2 separate regions of the Oryctolagus cuniculus genome follow, and region 2 is linked to region 1. Evidence: chromatin contacts called from public Hi-C data. All regions are on one chromosome and are shown on one strand. The core of a region is the stretch at or near the end of the contact, and the rest is flanking DNA. Distances in the headings are between cores, read along the strand shown. Region 1 overlaps FAM76B (family with sequence similarity 76 member B). Region 2 overlaps FAM76B (family with sequence similarity 76 member B).

Region 1 (6,778 bases), core at 479-2,978:
TGAAGTCCCTCAGAAGAAGTTGGGATATATGAGACAGAACCATGTTTTCAGAAATGAAAATCAATATACTATATAAGTTCCATATTCTGATGATGGAAGAGATGAGAATGGCTTGAATTAGAATTGCCATAGAAAATACCAGAAATTTGGCAACTACAAGACCAGATATATTAAAAGCTTTGCTCTTGTAAGATACATATTTTTAAATTCCCATTCATTAAAGTTCTTACTTTCTAAAAGGTTTATACTGTTGATGGTTAAAACTGTGCAATTTCATATGGTCATCTTTTCTAACAAAGCTGAATAATGCATGTCTCAGCTTAAAGCACTCAAGGTCTATTGAATAGGACTCAAACATGAACAGATAATGATATTACATAAGGTAGATGAGGGATAAATATACTCAGATAATATAAAGGGATATCAGAGAAAGAAAACCTATTCCAGTGTGGGGAGCCCGGAATTTTTCTTGGAAGAATTTAATTGTGTTTGTCTTGCTCACAACTGTTTCACCAGCACCTCACATGATGCCTGATGCCTACTATGAGCTTGGCAAGCATGTGTGCACTAAAATGAATGCATGAATGACTGAGCTCTCAGTATGGGAGTTGGTGAGGAATCAGGAATGGGGGTTGATTTCAGAAGGTAGGCTCACAGAGTGCCACACAAATATTATCCAGGTAGAGGACACTGCAGAAGCAAAGGTATGCCAGAAAGAAACCAGAGAGCATGAGAGAAGATTTTAAGTAGTCATACATTGCAGGAGCAATGAGAGTGAGGCAAAGTAGAGTTAGAGAAATAAATTTCAGCCATATTCATGGATAATATTGGAAATAGTTGACAGAAGGCAAAGTACAGTCAGAATAGATGTTGGTTCAGGAAACAGCTTATGCTGGCACGTTTTATCCTTATGGGTGTTTGATTGTCAGAGAAATTGTGGGAAGCTTGGAGATGGATCTGGATGACATGGGATAGGATCTTGAGAGGAAGCTAAGAGGCTGCACGGGAGCCCGAGCTATGCATCTGGAATAACCAGGATGAAGGCCGAGGACATACACCCATAAGGAGGTGTGGTCTGCGGTTCGTGTAGATTCCTCTCAAGTTGTTTTCTTTCTTCAGTGAAACATGAAGTCAGCTCATCACCTGGTATGAGGGTGGAGGAGAAGGGACTGCAGGGTTTTTGAGGGACAAGAAGATATTGAATAGCCATTGAAGAGAAAGGGAGAGTAATCAAGTTAGGAATGTAAGTGGGCTGAATTATGATTCCACTTGAGACTAAAATGAAAGCCATCACTATAATTCTGTGTTTTTCTCTAACAATGCTAAGCTGCAAGGGTGTTGATGTGTAGTGTGCAGAATGCTGGATTTAAACAAGGTTGTATTTTTTCTAAGAGCTGAGCCTGTTGCCATATAATTATCCACAGTGTTTGTTACTTTCCTTTATAAAAGGCAACTGGATAGAGAAGTTCCCATCCTCTCTCTTCAATCAGTTCCACTTACATAGCCCTGCCATGTTGCTCATTCCTTTCACAATTAATTTCTTGGAAATGTCTCTACTGACCTGCTTCATTTTCTCATTTCCCCTTGAGGTTCCATCCTACTTCTCTAGATGTTCCTTTATGAATTCCTTTTCACTTGCCCAACTCTACATTGCCACTTGCCCTTCTCATTAGCCCCAGACTGTCTCATCTGCTCCCTATCTCACCTACACCACAAGATGGTGGTATTCATCACCACATGCCGGCAGAGGGCCTCCAGGTCATAGCTGTCCTAAGCCCCAACCAGCATATTCCTCTCTGTACTCTAACCATTCAAATGTTCCTCCCATACTACAAGAACAAATGTCCTCAATAATGTAGTATCTTTCACTCCAGTATATTCATCTTAGAATTTTCTAATTCCACCACCTACCAGAACATTCTAATTAGAAACCTGAGAATTCAATCTCCTCCCTTTCCTTGTTACATGCATCCTATTAGTTAATCATCAATACCATCAATTATACATTCCCAATATTTTTCTTCATCTTTCCAAATAACTAAATTAGTAAAGAATAAGAAAACATACACTAATTGATAAAAATATATTTTAATGCCAATTTGGATCTGGTGCTCATATCACCTCTACATATTTGGAAAGTTTCCCACAGATATTTGGTAAAATTACATGTGTCTCTATGGACAACCTGACAAATTTTGGCTTCTGCAAAAATGACTGGGGGCAGAGCTGTGAATATTGAATCTGTTTCTCATTGAATTAGCCAAAAAAAGCAGGAATGGAAACTCCACCCACTGACCAGCTCTAGTTGCACAACTCAACATTTTATGGTTGGGGTTACAAGGGAAAATTCCAAGTAAAACTAACTCTGGGTCCTTTATCTGACGGGCTCAGAGGCTTCCATGGGATCATGGGGTTGAGAACTTACCTTTCCATTTAGACCTGCTGTGCTTCATGACGTCCAGAAGCAAAGCAAGCTGAGCTGAGTTCTTGGAAAACATTGGAGAGCTGGGCCATATCAAAGGGAATTTGGAGTGGTTTATGTGGTTTGAAAATTCTTGGGGCAAAACTGCCTTCCTGTTGCTTTTGGAAACTACAGTCCAGAATTGGAAAGGAGGCAAACAACAGGAACTCCCTAACTATTTGGTTTGCTTCCCATTTGTGCTCAGCTAATTATTTTATGCAAACAAGAAAGCATGTTTTTCCACAGTTCCTTCTTTCTCTCTTTCTTTCTCTCTCTTTCTTTCTCTCTTTCTCTCTTTCTTTCTCTCTTTCTCTTTCTTTCTTTCTTTCTTTCTTTCTTTCTTTCTTTCTTTCTTTCTTTCTTTCTTTCTTTCTTTCTTTCTTTCTTTCTTTCTTTCTTTCTTTCTTTCTTTCTTTCTTTTCTTTTTTCAGCCTTGCTGTAACCAAGCCTAACACAGGGGACAATGGAAGATGAAAACCAAATCAGATGACTTCAGTTTAGACACAAATAGAACCAGGTACCTTCTGCCATGCAAACCAATCACAGAACCTTCTCATATGCTTCCCTACATTCTCCACTGTGACTAGAATAAGTGGAATTCATTTGGTGTACAGTTAGCCACCATCCAAGGCCAACAGCACTGAAAATTTCCAAGTAGTGGCTGGTGGTCATGAATTTAAAGTAGGGTCAGTAACTATGACCAGTGTTCCTATCATTCAGTCCCCAGTATGCATTAGTAACAATGTGTGGGCAAATCTCTCCCATCCTTTCAACTCAGCAGGATCTCGAGTTGTAATTACTCCTTTTCCTCTAAAGCCACCTCACTATCTGCTTTTATTCCAATTCTTTGCTCACTTACTGTTGTCTCTTCTCCTACACTTTTTGCCCCTGTGGCTTAACATCTCTAATTCTTTATTATCATTTTAAAAGGATTTGAGGAATGAGTCAATAACATTTATCTAGAACCCTTAATTATTTTTGTGTTTGTGATTTTGCCACTAATTTTTTAATTATTTCAGAGAGGAACAGGGTTGATCAGTTTTTCTCTTGACCACCTTGTAGAACACCTGGCATTTTCAGCAATTATTACTGAAGAAAAAGATGGAATGAATTTCTCCATGAATCCTTTTGCTAAGCTAATGCCTATAACAGAATATAAAGTGCATATAAAATTCAGACAGATAATGATTACAGAATATATAATGATGTTAGGAATTGGGTCAGATATGCTTTGAATCTGTAGAAAAGCCAAAATGTGTTTTTCCAAATTGTATTCTCAGAGATTTGATGTTTGTCTCTGATTCATATGTATTCAGGTCTCCAAGGAAAGTTCTCTATTGCCCCAAGTGGGGAGGCATGTTTATATGGAACAAGCCTTGGCACCTTGCTTCCCTGCCTCTACTACCACTTCCAAACCTCTGCCTTAGCTGGACCTTCTCTGAGTTGTTCTCCGAGAGCAAGGGCACCTGCCAGGCTGAACTCCTGGCGCAGGAAGCTGAGTAGAGATTGTGGGTGGTTCAGTAATTTATTGTTGCATGCCTTGCCTGATTTAAACCATCCCCTTGTCACCAAATGGGAACTTTCAGCTATTAGAGAAGACATGCAGCCCTTTTTGTCTCTATACCTTTCAAGTTGCCTTTTACCAGATCAAAAGATTAAAGCTTCTTCCAGAATTCCAAACCAGCTAGTTCTGAAAATTTTAAATGTGCCTGAAAAAAAGCATCTGTTCTCTCTATGTTACTCCTATCCTTTCTTTATATTAAACACCTCTTCATTTGTGTTTGCTAAGGCTGATAAGTAGAAAATCTATCTTTTATAAGTTCAAAGAACTCTATTCCATGCGTTTAGAATTTTCCTAATTTCACTGGGTTCATAAGGACTGTAATATAAGGGCCCTCAATCCCTACTCTTGACAGGTTTCCAGGCTGACATACTCAGTAGTGGTGGCAGCTCTCTTGCTTGCTCAGGGTAGAGCATGGCATTTGCACAAGAACTTGGCTTATACATTTGTGAAACTTAAAGCCTTGACAAGCTTCCCTGCCCTGGTGTTTTGAAACTTCCTAATTCCCCAATTAAAGAGGTTTGCAGTTTTCTGCGTTTCACAGCTCAGCCTGGGGTAATCTGGATTGGGACAGTTCCAGGAGAGGAGGTCACAAAAAGTGCAGATTCATACATAATGTATGTAGGATTTTAATCAGCATCCTTTCATACTACAGCCTCTCTTCACAGCTTCCCATAAAACTTCACAAGCCACAGGCACTATGACCACTGTTTTTCAAGAGAAACAGAAGGAAATATTCAACCTCTTCTGATCTGAGTTGTTCCAGGAATTAAAATGTCTATATAGAAGCCTTACAACAAAAATTCGTACTCTGTGGCAGGAATCACAGCAAAATTAGATAAACTCAAGATTGAGAAAGTCCAACAATCACTTCTCAGATATGAAGTGAATAAAGAGTTAGGCCCAATGGAAATGAGGATTAGAGTAACTATCTTTGAACCCTAGAGATGGGACAGGGACGAGGATGTAGTTTAAGGAAAATAGGTTATGAAAAGCAATTTTAAAGTTGACTTGTTCTATCTTTATTTCTTAAGATGAAAGTGCATCAAGTACAGAGTCATAAAGAATATATAAAATATATTATTATATAAATATATTATTATATATTATATATTATTATATAAAATATATAAAATACTGTCTTCAAAAACCTCTACTTAGTGGTATAGTGCTTATCCAACAACCATCCCCATCCGTTACTTCTCATTCAGGAGAAAGTATGGACTTGCATATCCCTCAGCACCAGGTAGAGTCCCACTGGGACTGGCAGGAAGAACTATACTCTAACCTAGAACTTAAGGATTTGGAGATCAGCAGAGTACTGTGACCTTTAGGTGGTGGACAAATGCATTTGGTGCAGATATGATTCTCCTGCTACTGGATAACCTCTAGGGAAAAAGACACCCCATTTTTGCTCAGCTCTGAATGTTAGGAAATATTTCCTTTGTAAGAAGCTGAGTATTGGTGGTGAATCTTTCAGTGACAAATCACAGCACCTCAACTCAAATTCTCTTGATTTTTACGACTGGATTAATTTAAAATTCACCCAGAGACTTTAGGCACAGCTGAATCCAGCGAGTTAAAGGTCCTGGGAAGGCTGCTGCAGCTGCTGCATATCTCACAGACATCTGTGTGCTAATCACAATAGCTATGAGCGTGGAGGATCCTGGTCCAACAGATTAGGTCAAACACCCATTTCCAGGGATCCAGTGGGTGGGGGAAAATAATTAGTTCCCTTGAACCACAGGGGCTGGGCAGAATTACTATGAAGTAGCAAAAGGAAATTTCTGGAAAGAAAAGGCATAAGAAGACAAGGACTAGTCAAAACTATTTTACTCACCTACATACACCCTCCCCACAAATGTCATTTACTCTATATACAATGGGAAGGAAAGACAGAATTCTTCAACCTTGGGAGACATTAAAGAACTGCGAGTATAGGATCCTATTTTTATAAGAATTTTAAATCTCATAATTCTAGTCAGTGGTGATCTTCATTCTACAAACCAATGTGTGTGCTCTTCTACTGAGCCTCCTGTGTTTGCAAATGTTAGCCTTCCCTTTTCTGAACATGATACTTCTTGTTTTACCTTGTGAAGATCTTTCTGATCTATATATTGTTTCTTTACATTTTAGCTTCCCTTCCAGTTTTGGATCACTGACACAAGTTTGTAGTTTTAATAATTGTGGGAATTAATGAGAATTCAAAAATTTTTAAGTATACACTCTCTGAGCTGAGAAAGATCTCAGGAGGGGTCGCCCAGTGAGATTGCTATTAATTCTTGGCAAAAATCTAAAATAAATTATTAAATAGATGTCTTGATAGCATGAGCAAAGATAGTGACAATTGCTTGAAAACAGTGTAAGTCTACCAAGGAAAAATCTCCAAATGAATCTAATTTCTTCCCTTCCTGGTACTGCTAGACAGAGAGGAACGTACTGGTGTAGACATATGCTATGCGATTCCAGCAAGGAATTTAACAGTCAGGCCTTGCAGATGAGATGGGAAGAATGGACTGAATTATAGCAGAGTAAGTGTACAATCCAAGGGTACATGATGTAGTTGTAAGAGTGTGAACCAGGGCTTCTTGTCAAAATGGAGTTGTGAGTTCCCTTCCTTATTCAAATCCAGCAAAGATAAATATGGAACAAGTTAAAAAGACATAGCCTTACTCACAAACAAGATAATTTCTCTGTCTACCAAAGGAAGAGCAGAAACATACAAATGCCAAAATGAAATCCAAAGGCCATAATTC
Region 2 (7,870 bases), core at 428-2,927, 160 kb after region 1:
TAGGGCATTTTTCCTTTTTTTCAGGTTTTTTTTCTCTTTCATAAATTTGAAGGCATCCAAGGTCTTTTACTTAGAGATTGTGGGGAATAAATTTATCACTTCCCTTACATTTAGTTAACCGAGAAGGTCATCATTACCATCACCAAACTTGTTTTCAAATTAACATAAAGTACATACTATTCAACACCTATTCGTATCTGTCTTTTTTTTTTTTTTTTTTTTTTTTGACAGGCAGAGTTAGACAGTGAGAGAGAGACAGAGAGACAGGACTTCCTTTTCTGTTGGTTCACCCCCCAAAATGGCTGCTACGGCTGGCGCACTAAACTGATCCAAAGCCAGGAGCCAGGTGCTTCCTCCTGGTCTCCCATGCGGGTGTAGGGCCCAAGCACTTGGGCCATCCTCCACTGCACTCCCGGGCCACAGCAGAGAGCTGGACTGGAAGAGGAGCAACCGGGACAGAATCTGGCGCCCCAACTGGGACTAGAACCTGGGTGCCAGCGCTGCAGGCGGAGTATTAGGCAAGTGAGCGGCGGCACCACCCGTATCTAGCATTTTTGTAGACATGGTTCACAGTAACAGATCTCATGCACATAAGAGATTTCCACTCTGAGACCATCAACATTTATAAGATCAATATGCGGAGAAGACAAAAGTAGAATAATGGTTATTGAGCAATAACAACAGAAGATCATATGCAGCAGTCATTTAGAAAGGAGGTAGGACAGTGCTAGGTAAGACTAGCTATGACATACTGGTGGTTGGAGAATTTAAAAAAATTAGCTAGAATTCCTTTTTTGGATAGGGCTAATTTAATTCATTATCTCTTTTTGAAAAGAAAGTAGATTTGGGTTGCCACTTACAGACTGATATTTATTATTTTCATTCAGCTAGGATGTAACATTTTATACCCGTCATCCCATCCTGTCCATGGATTCTATGACTTGTGCAAGACCTGCTGTGTAGGAAAGCTATTCTGCAGGAAATCTGGGTTTCAAAATAAAACTTCCAGTATACCAGATTTAATCACTTGAATGAAAATGAGAAAGATTACATTGTTTCATGTGAAAATTCAGCTACTTTTTTAAGAGATCAAAGTATAAGACCCAAGAATATTGTTGTTGAGAGCAGATTATTTAGCAATCTCTCCTTCCTGCCTTTCATACACAGAAGCCCTTCTATACAGATGGTCAACTTTTGAGGAGAGAGAGCATGAATTGGCATGCTTTCTCCCTTGTGTTTCCACATTATTAATTTCATTACAGTTTAATACTGTATGTCAAAAATCTAGACTTGGAGTCAGGTGGTCTAGTTCATGTTTCTGACCTACTAATGGGCAAGTTGTTTCACTTTTATACCAGTGTTTGCTGTGCAACTGAGATGATTAAAAAGCACTATCGAGATGATGCCTCATGGACATAGGCACCATAACAAGTCCAGTAGTACTGATGGAGACCCCATTCTCACCTATAGAAAAGTCTACATTAATTTAAGTTTCTCTGAGAATTGTGGATATCAAGCATTCACTTTTTAGTTACATAACATGTTTTCAACAAATTGCCTTTAAATTGTTCACTATTCTAAATAGATGAGAGAGAGGGTGTGAGAGAGGATCTTTATCTTTTGCAGCTAGTTCAATGTATGAAAGCTTAATTTCTTTGCTACCCACACAGTTTCCTCTGGGGCCTTAGCCTTACCAGTATTCTATGACTCACTGCTTTACTTTTCATAAATAGATGCTAAATACTGTCCCTGATTCTGTTGGAAATGGCAGATAAAAATATCCAAGGAAAATTTTATTGCAGTTAGATTTGAACTGTGCAATAGTTCCCCCACCTCTCCTTTTTTCTTTCCTTCTTTTCTCTTTTGTTTTCTGCTCAGCAACCTGGTTGCCAAAATAGTAGCTGCCAACTCTTGTCAAATAGTTTTATTCTCTTTGTTGCTCATCCTCACAATATACAGCCTTCTTACTGGGAAGGAAGGAGATAGTTGTTGCGCCTCCTCCCCTTTTCTCCCTTATCCTTCCTTTGCCCATTCTGTCTCCACTCTGCCTCACTACATTTTTTCCTTCCTATTTATTCTCTTCTTCCCATGTCAAGGTCAATCAAGTATCACTAGTGGCCTCAGAAGAAGTTAGCTTCTTTTGTCACAAACCTAATTAAATTGTCATCTGTCTTGACTTCAAAAATTCCTGGGAACTCTCAAGGAACACACTCAAGGAAACAAAAATATCCTAGGTAATTACAAGCCAGGTTTGAAAGCAGGAAAATGAAGAAAGGGAGAACCACTATGTTTCAGTTAAGATGGTGGCCTAAAGAAAGCATGGAAATGAGATAGCATCCAGAAGGCACAGATACCATGTATTTTCTTTTTTTTAATTTTATTTTATTTTATTTTTTTGACAGGTAGAGTGGACAGTGAGAAAGAGAGACAGAGAGAAAGGTCTTCCTTTGCCGTTGGTTCACCCTCCAATGGCCGCCGCGGCCAGCAAGCTGCGGCCGGCGCACCGCGCTGATCCAAACGCAGGAGCCAGGTGCTTTTCCTGGTCTCCCATGGGGTGCAGGGCCCAAGCACTTGGGCCATCCTCCACTGCACTCTCTGGCCATAGCAGAGAGCTGGCCTGGAAGAGGGGCAACCAGGACAGAATCCGGCGCCCCGACAGGGACTAGAACCCGGTGTGCCGGCGCTGCAGGCGGAGGATTAGCCTAGTGAGCCGCGGCGCTGGCCGATACCATGTATTTTCAAGAGCTCTCTGTTGGAAGATGATTTCTCCATGGGAAACCCATTTTCTGAACATCTTCTAATGAGAGGCACTGACATCCTTTGTCCTGGACTATCTTTTCAAGGACCTTTATATAGAAACCACCTTGGAAGATACAGTGTCTATTAGGCATGCTTCTGGCAATTGTAATGAATCTGGATACCCTAATTTCAGAGTTCCTTTTTGTCATGCAATCTACTACATGTGCAGATGTCACCTGGCCTTCTTCATGTCACCCTATGGAAACTGGAGATGAGAGAACTACAAGATAATTCTTATACTCTGCCTGCCTATTTTTATTTCTCTGAGTAATAAAGTCCTGTGCTTATGTCCCAGGAGTATTTTTTTCACCAGCATCTATGAAGTTGCAATGGTCTAACTATTGGCTTATAAGCAAAATCTCAACTCTTCACAGTTTTTGACAATTTCCAGATATTATGACATTTAGGCTGCCGGTAGGAATATCAGGCAGATGAAAACACAAGGGCTAAGTTCTTTTCTCCATCAACATTTTGAAACAGTTAACTATCCCTGCCCCTATCCCTGAGCTCCCACCTCCATCCAGACAACTGTACCTTTCAACCTTGGTAATAATGGGCTCTAATGGCCCATTTATTCAGTAGAGTGGATTTCTAAAACCCATTTCCAGATTACACATTTGTGTGCCAGGATTACATTTGTTTTTATTAATAGAGAAAGGAGTTAAGCAGCGTATTAGAGGTGACTTTTCAATCTCTTAATCAACAAATGCATCCTGAGTACCTTCTTAGGACCATGTTAAGTGCTGCATAAAGCAGCCCAGTTCTTGAAGCATTTTAACTTCCTTCACTTCAATAAAGAAAAACGTCCCTGTAAAAAGAACCTAAATGTTCAAATCATTCATTCAAGAGTAACCAGGACAAACATTTTGATAAGAGGCCTTTCAAAAATTTTCCCTGAAGTCTGTCCTTCACCCAAACAGAAAGGCAACCTCAAGACTCAGACTCAATACCCTTCTGATTTTTAAAAATCTCTGACTTCCAGGAAACTCGAAGACTAATGAGTCTGACCTACCAAGCCAACATCCTTTTTGTACTACTGATTTACAGTAATAATAAAATAAAACATTGCTATTTGTCATTTCCAGTTATTTCAATATGTTGTGATGATTATGGGGGATGGGGAAGAGAAAGAAATGAGTCATGGTGGAGCTTTAAGAGCTGGGAAAAGAGCCATGAATGCATGTGCCCACATAAATGCACACACACACACGCACACACACACACGCACACACAATATTTACAGCAACTTGAATCAGCATTTTCTTTTTTTTTTTTTTTTTTTTTTTTTTTTTTTTAACTTTTATTTAATGAATATAAATTTCCAAAGTATGATTTATGGATTACAATGGCTTCCCCCCCATACCGTCCCTCCCACCCACAACCCTCCCCTTTCCCACTCCCTCTCCCCTTCCATTCACATCAAGATTCATTTTTGATTATCTTAATATACAGAAGATCAGCTTAGTATACATTAAGTAAGGATTTCAACAGTTTGCTCCCACACAGAAACATAAAGTGAAAAATAATAGATTTTTTTTTTAAAATGATGATGAAATCAGATCAGACCTATTGTCATGTTTAATCCCAGTGAGAGTCAAGTTGGGAGTTGATAATTTCTTTTTTTTTTTTAACAGAGGATCAGTTTAGTATGCATTAAGTAGATTTCAACAGTTTGCACCCCCATAGAAACACAAAGTGAAATATATTGTTTGAGTACTCGTTATAGCATTAAATCTCAATGCACAGCATATTAAGGACAGAGATCCTACATGAGGAGTAAGTGCACAGTTTGGCAAAGTTGAATCAGCATTTTCTAAACAATGATGCTATGTCATAAGTGAATTTTACAGTTCATGAAAAATCTGTAACCTGCCTTTAATCTTTCTTAGTTTCTGTATCTTCAGTTCAGCCCAGAATTTAACTTCTGACACAACACAGTACTGACTACTCCAATTTCAAGAACAGTCTTATGAGAGTAGGAAAGCTGGTGGAACCTCCTTGCTCGGTGGGGAAGGGATAAGCGTGAAAACTTACTGAGTCCTACTAATCACGGTACCCAGTGACCAGCTGATTAGATACAAATAGTTTGTAAGGGTAGCAGAGTCCCACTGGCATTTTTTCTGTGGGGGCAGAAGAGTCCCCAAAGCTATTCTTCCTATATCCTACCCTATCATTCTTTATTTTTAGCAATACTACCTGTGTTCTTTCTATTGGTTTCCCTCATAAAGAAGGGCTACAGTGTTATGCATATAAAGTATGCCACAGGTTGCAGGTTTTCTGGCTTAGCCTCATTTCTACCCTAGAATGTAAAAGGGCCCTCTCATCAAAAAATGTGGACAAAAATGTGCAAGGACTGTCACACACATCAAAAAATTGGAAGTAGAACGTGAAAGTTAAGGACACTTTCACAATGGAAAGACATTTAGGTGGTTATATATATATATATATATATATATATAGACAGGCAGAGTTAGACAGTGAGAGAGAGAGAGACAGAGAGAAAGGTCTTCCTTCCGTTGGTTTACCCCTCAAATGGTCACTATGGCCGGCGCGCTGCACAGATCCGAAGCCAGGAGCCAGGTGCTTCCTCCTGGTCTCCCATGAGGGTGCAGGGCCCCAAGCACTTGGGCCATCCTCCACTGCCTTCCCGGGCCACAGCAGAGAGCTGGACTGGAAGAGAAGCAACCAGGACAGAATCCGGCACCCCAACCGGGACTAGAACCCGGGGTGCCGGCGCTGCAGGCGGAGGATTAGCCTAGTGAACCGCAGTGCCGGCTGACATTTAGGTGGTTATAATTGACTTGGAAGTTCTCTTTTCAAGTAAAAGCCAAAACTGTTTCTATAACTACTTCTCCACCTGCACTGAACATGAGAGCTGAAAACCATGAAGTGAGGTACAGGAGGAGGTATGTCATTTCCAGATGACAAGCACTTTGGGCTGATGGGGAAAAAAACGGAAGTAAGGAGATCTCCATAAGTGCTAGCATCATACAGATCCAGGCATTAGTAGTTAGGAAGAAGATTAATTAAAGCTAAAGAAATACAGAGATAGAAAATCATCTTGAAACGTGAGATCTAGGCTACTGCAGAGAGAGCCTGAGAGTTCTCAAGGAGTTTAAGTGCTCTGATTCAAGAGGTGACCTCTCCAACATAAAACTAGTGGGTACATGGAGTATTGTGTCACATAGAAGATAATAAAACCAAATCCTAGAACTAGATGAAAGGGGGAAGGGAAGGTGAACACCTACACAATGACTGAGCAGGGCCACTTCCCTTTAGTAGTCCTGGCTAAATCCTCTACCAGTTCTCTAATATTTTCTAGATAGAAAACAATGTAATTTCTTTATTATGTATTAGTTATTTTTGCAGTCCTGTTTGTGTTTTGTGTGTTAATTATTTGGTAACTTGTATCTAGCATACTGTTTGTTCTAGGTTTAATTATTCTCAATCCATTCTGTGTCCCTAATAATATCTAGTATGGAATCCCCCAGCAAATATCATGAATGATTATCTGAACTGTATCTTCTCAGTGGGCACCCTCAGTCTCTGATTATCAGAATAAGCAAGCCTTAGCAACAGCACTTTGGAATGTTGCTTCAGTAAGTTATTCCTATCTACATGTGCCACACTACAGACTGGCAGGTACAGGGCTGCCGAGGAAGGGTCCAGCAGATTTTGTTAGGGTCAACAATTCTGTGGCGACCTAACCACATCCAAATCACCTCAGTCATCAGCCTGCCATGTGACTCAAATTCTTCACTCCCTTTGTTCAAGCAAGCACTGTGTTAAAATGTAATTAGAGGAAAAGGAGTAAGTAACACTTTCAACCTTAGCTTTTACTCAAACACTGATGAGGCCTTTTATTTTTTCCAGATTAGCTGGCAACAGTCTTGACTACAATGATGGCAGTTACAAACTGAAATTAGGTCAAGTGGCTGGACAAATAAAAATGTCATGGATTTTAAAAATTTTGAAACCACAATCATACCAAAGAACTCATATATTAAGTTCCTAAGGGAAACAGGCCCATTTTATTGGAAGAGGAGGAAGACAGGCAATAGAACCAGGTAGAATGGAAAAGTGTGTGACCAGCTTTGCCAGACAGCATCACGGAATTCACAAGAGGATGGAAAGATAAAAAAGAAAGATTCAGCTAGTTTTGAAAAACAAGATGTCATAGCACTGCCCTAGACAACCCTTGTGTTTCCATTTTGCTCTCAAAATGTCTGCTATAGTTTTGAGGGGGAAAAAAAAGAAAACCGGACAAAGATGAAATATCCTACTTTCTTGAATGTGGAGAGAGTGAGTGTTCAACATTTCCCTAGTCCCTACTCTGTGCCAAGCACAGAGCACCCTCCCTCCACCAGGCCAAGGACCAGGCTGTGGAGCTCAAGTTACCATGGTGACACACCAGCTAGAACACCTCATGCCCCACTTACACCAAGCTTTCTATTCTAAACATCTCCAAAGTTCCTCTCAAACAGAAATAGACTTTTCTTCACACTTCTGAAGAAGTGTTGTAGTTGTTGATTATTTTTTAATTAATTGTCATAAAGTTTAGCAATATCAGGCAAAAATTAAGCCCTATAAACCTTCAGTGGGCATGCAATGTGTTTGTATCTGAAATATTACCATTTGCTTGACATCTGGGCAGATTATCAAGAACTTTAAATCCAACTCTTAATTCTAGCTGCCCAAATGAGCTTTAATAATGTCTTTAAAAAATAAATCCCCAAGCCCCAACCCCTCAAAAAGTCATGAAATAACTAAATCTTAAAATGGTAAAGGTTCTACTAATCAAGGTATGGTAATTCATTTCATGGGTTGGGAAGTTTCTCACTTCATATTTAAGGAGGGTACAGACCGTCTGACCTTGCATGGTCAGCTCTGCTGTTCCTGCCCTGGTTGGAGAGTGCCACCTACTGTATCTCCCCTGCTACTCTTCATTGACAGTCCCTTCTCTTCGCTGACAGCCCCAAGCATCCCAACTTCCCAGGGTCAACTGCAATATTTATAAGCATCAATTGGAAAAGCAGGTCTTGGATTGTGGAATAAAGGGAGAGGTAGAAGG

What was found. A called contact is a pair of places that touch in the nucleus more often than the background predicts.
Region 2: a contact with region 1 is called in a Hi-C map of embryonic fibroblasts, with 2.0 times the contacts expected there. The contact joins two enhancer-like sites. A contact is called at or near these places in 2 of 6 Hi-C or Micro-C datasets (embryonic fibroblasts and an unstated tissue).

What each region holds. Positions count from the first base shown.
Region 1 is chr1:86,948,208-86,954,985 of mOryCun1.1, forward strand. All of the region lies in intron 18 of FAM76B (family with sequence similarity 76 member B), which reads right to left. Among named protein-coding and RNA genes, the nearest start is that of FAM76B, 260 kb to the right of the region's middle. Within about 2 kb of position 1,729, at least 1 of the 8 cell types and tissues checked has an H3K27ac peak or open chromatin away from gene starts, as enhancers often do.
Region 2 is chr1:87,108,229-87,116,098 of mOryCun1.1, forward strand. The region is part of intron 13 of FAM76B (family with sequence similarity 76 member B); the gene reads right to left. Among named protein-coding and RNA genes, the nearest start is that of FAM76B, 100 kb to the right of the region's middle. Within about 2 kb of position 1,678, at least 2 of the 8 cell types and tissues checked have an H3K27ac peak or open chromatin away from gene starts, as enhancers often do.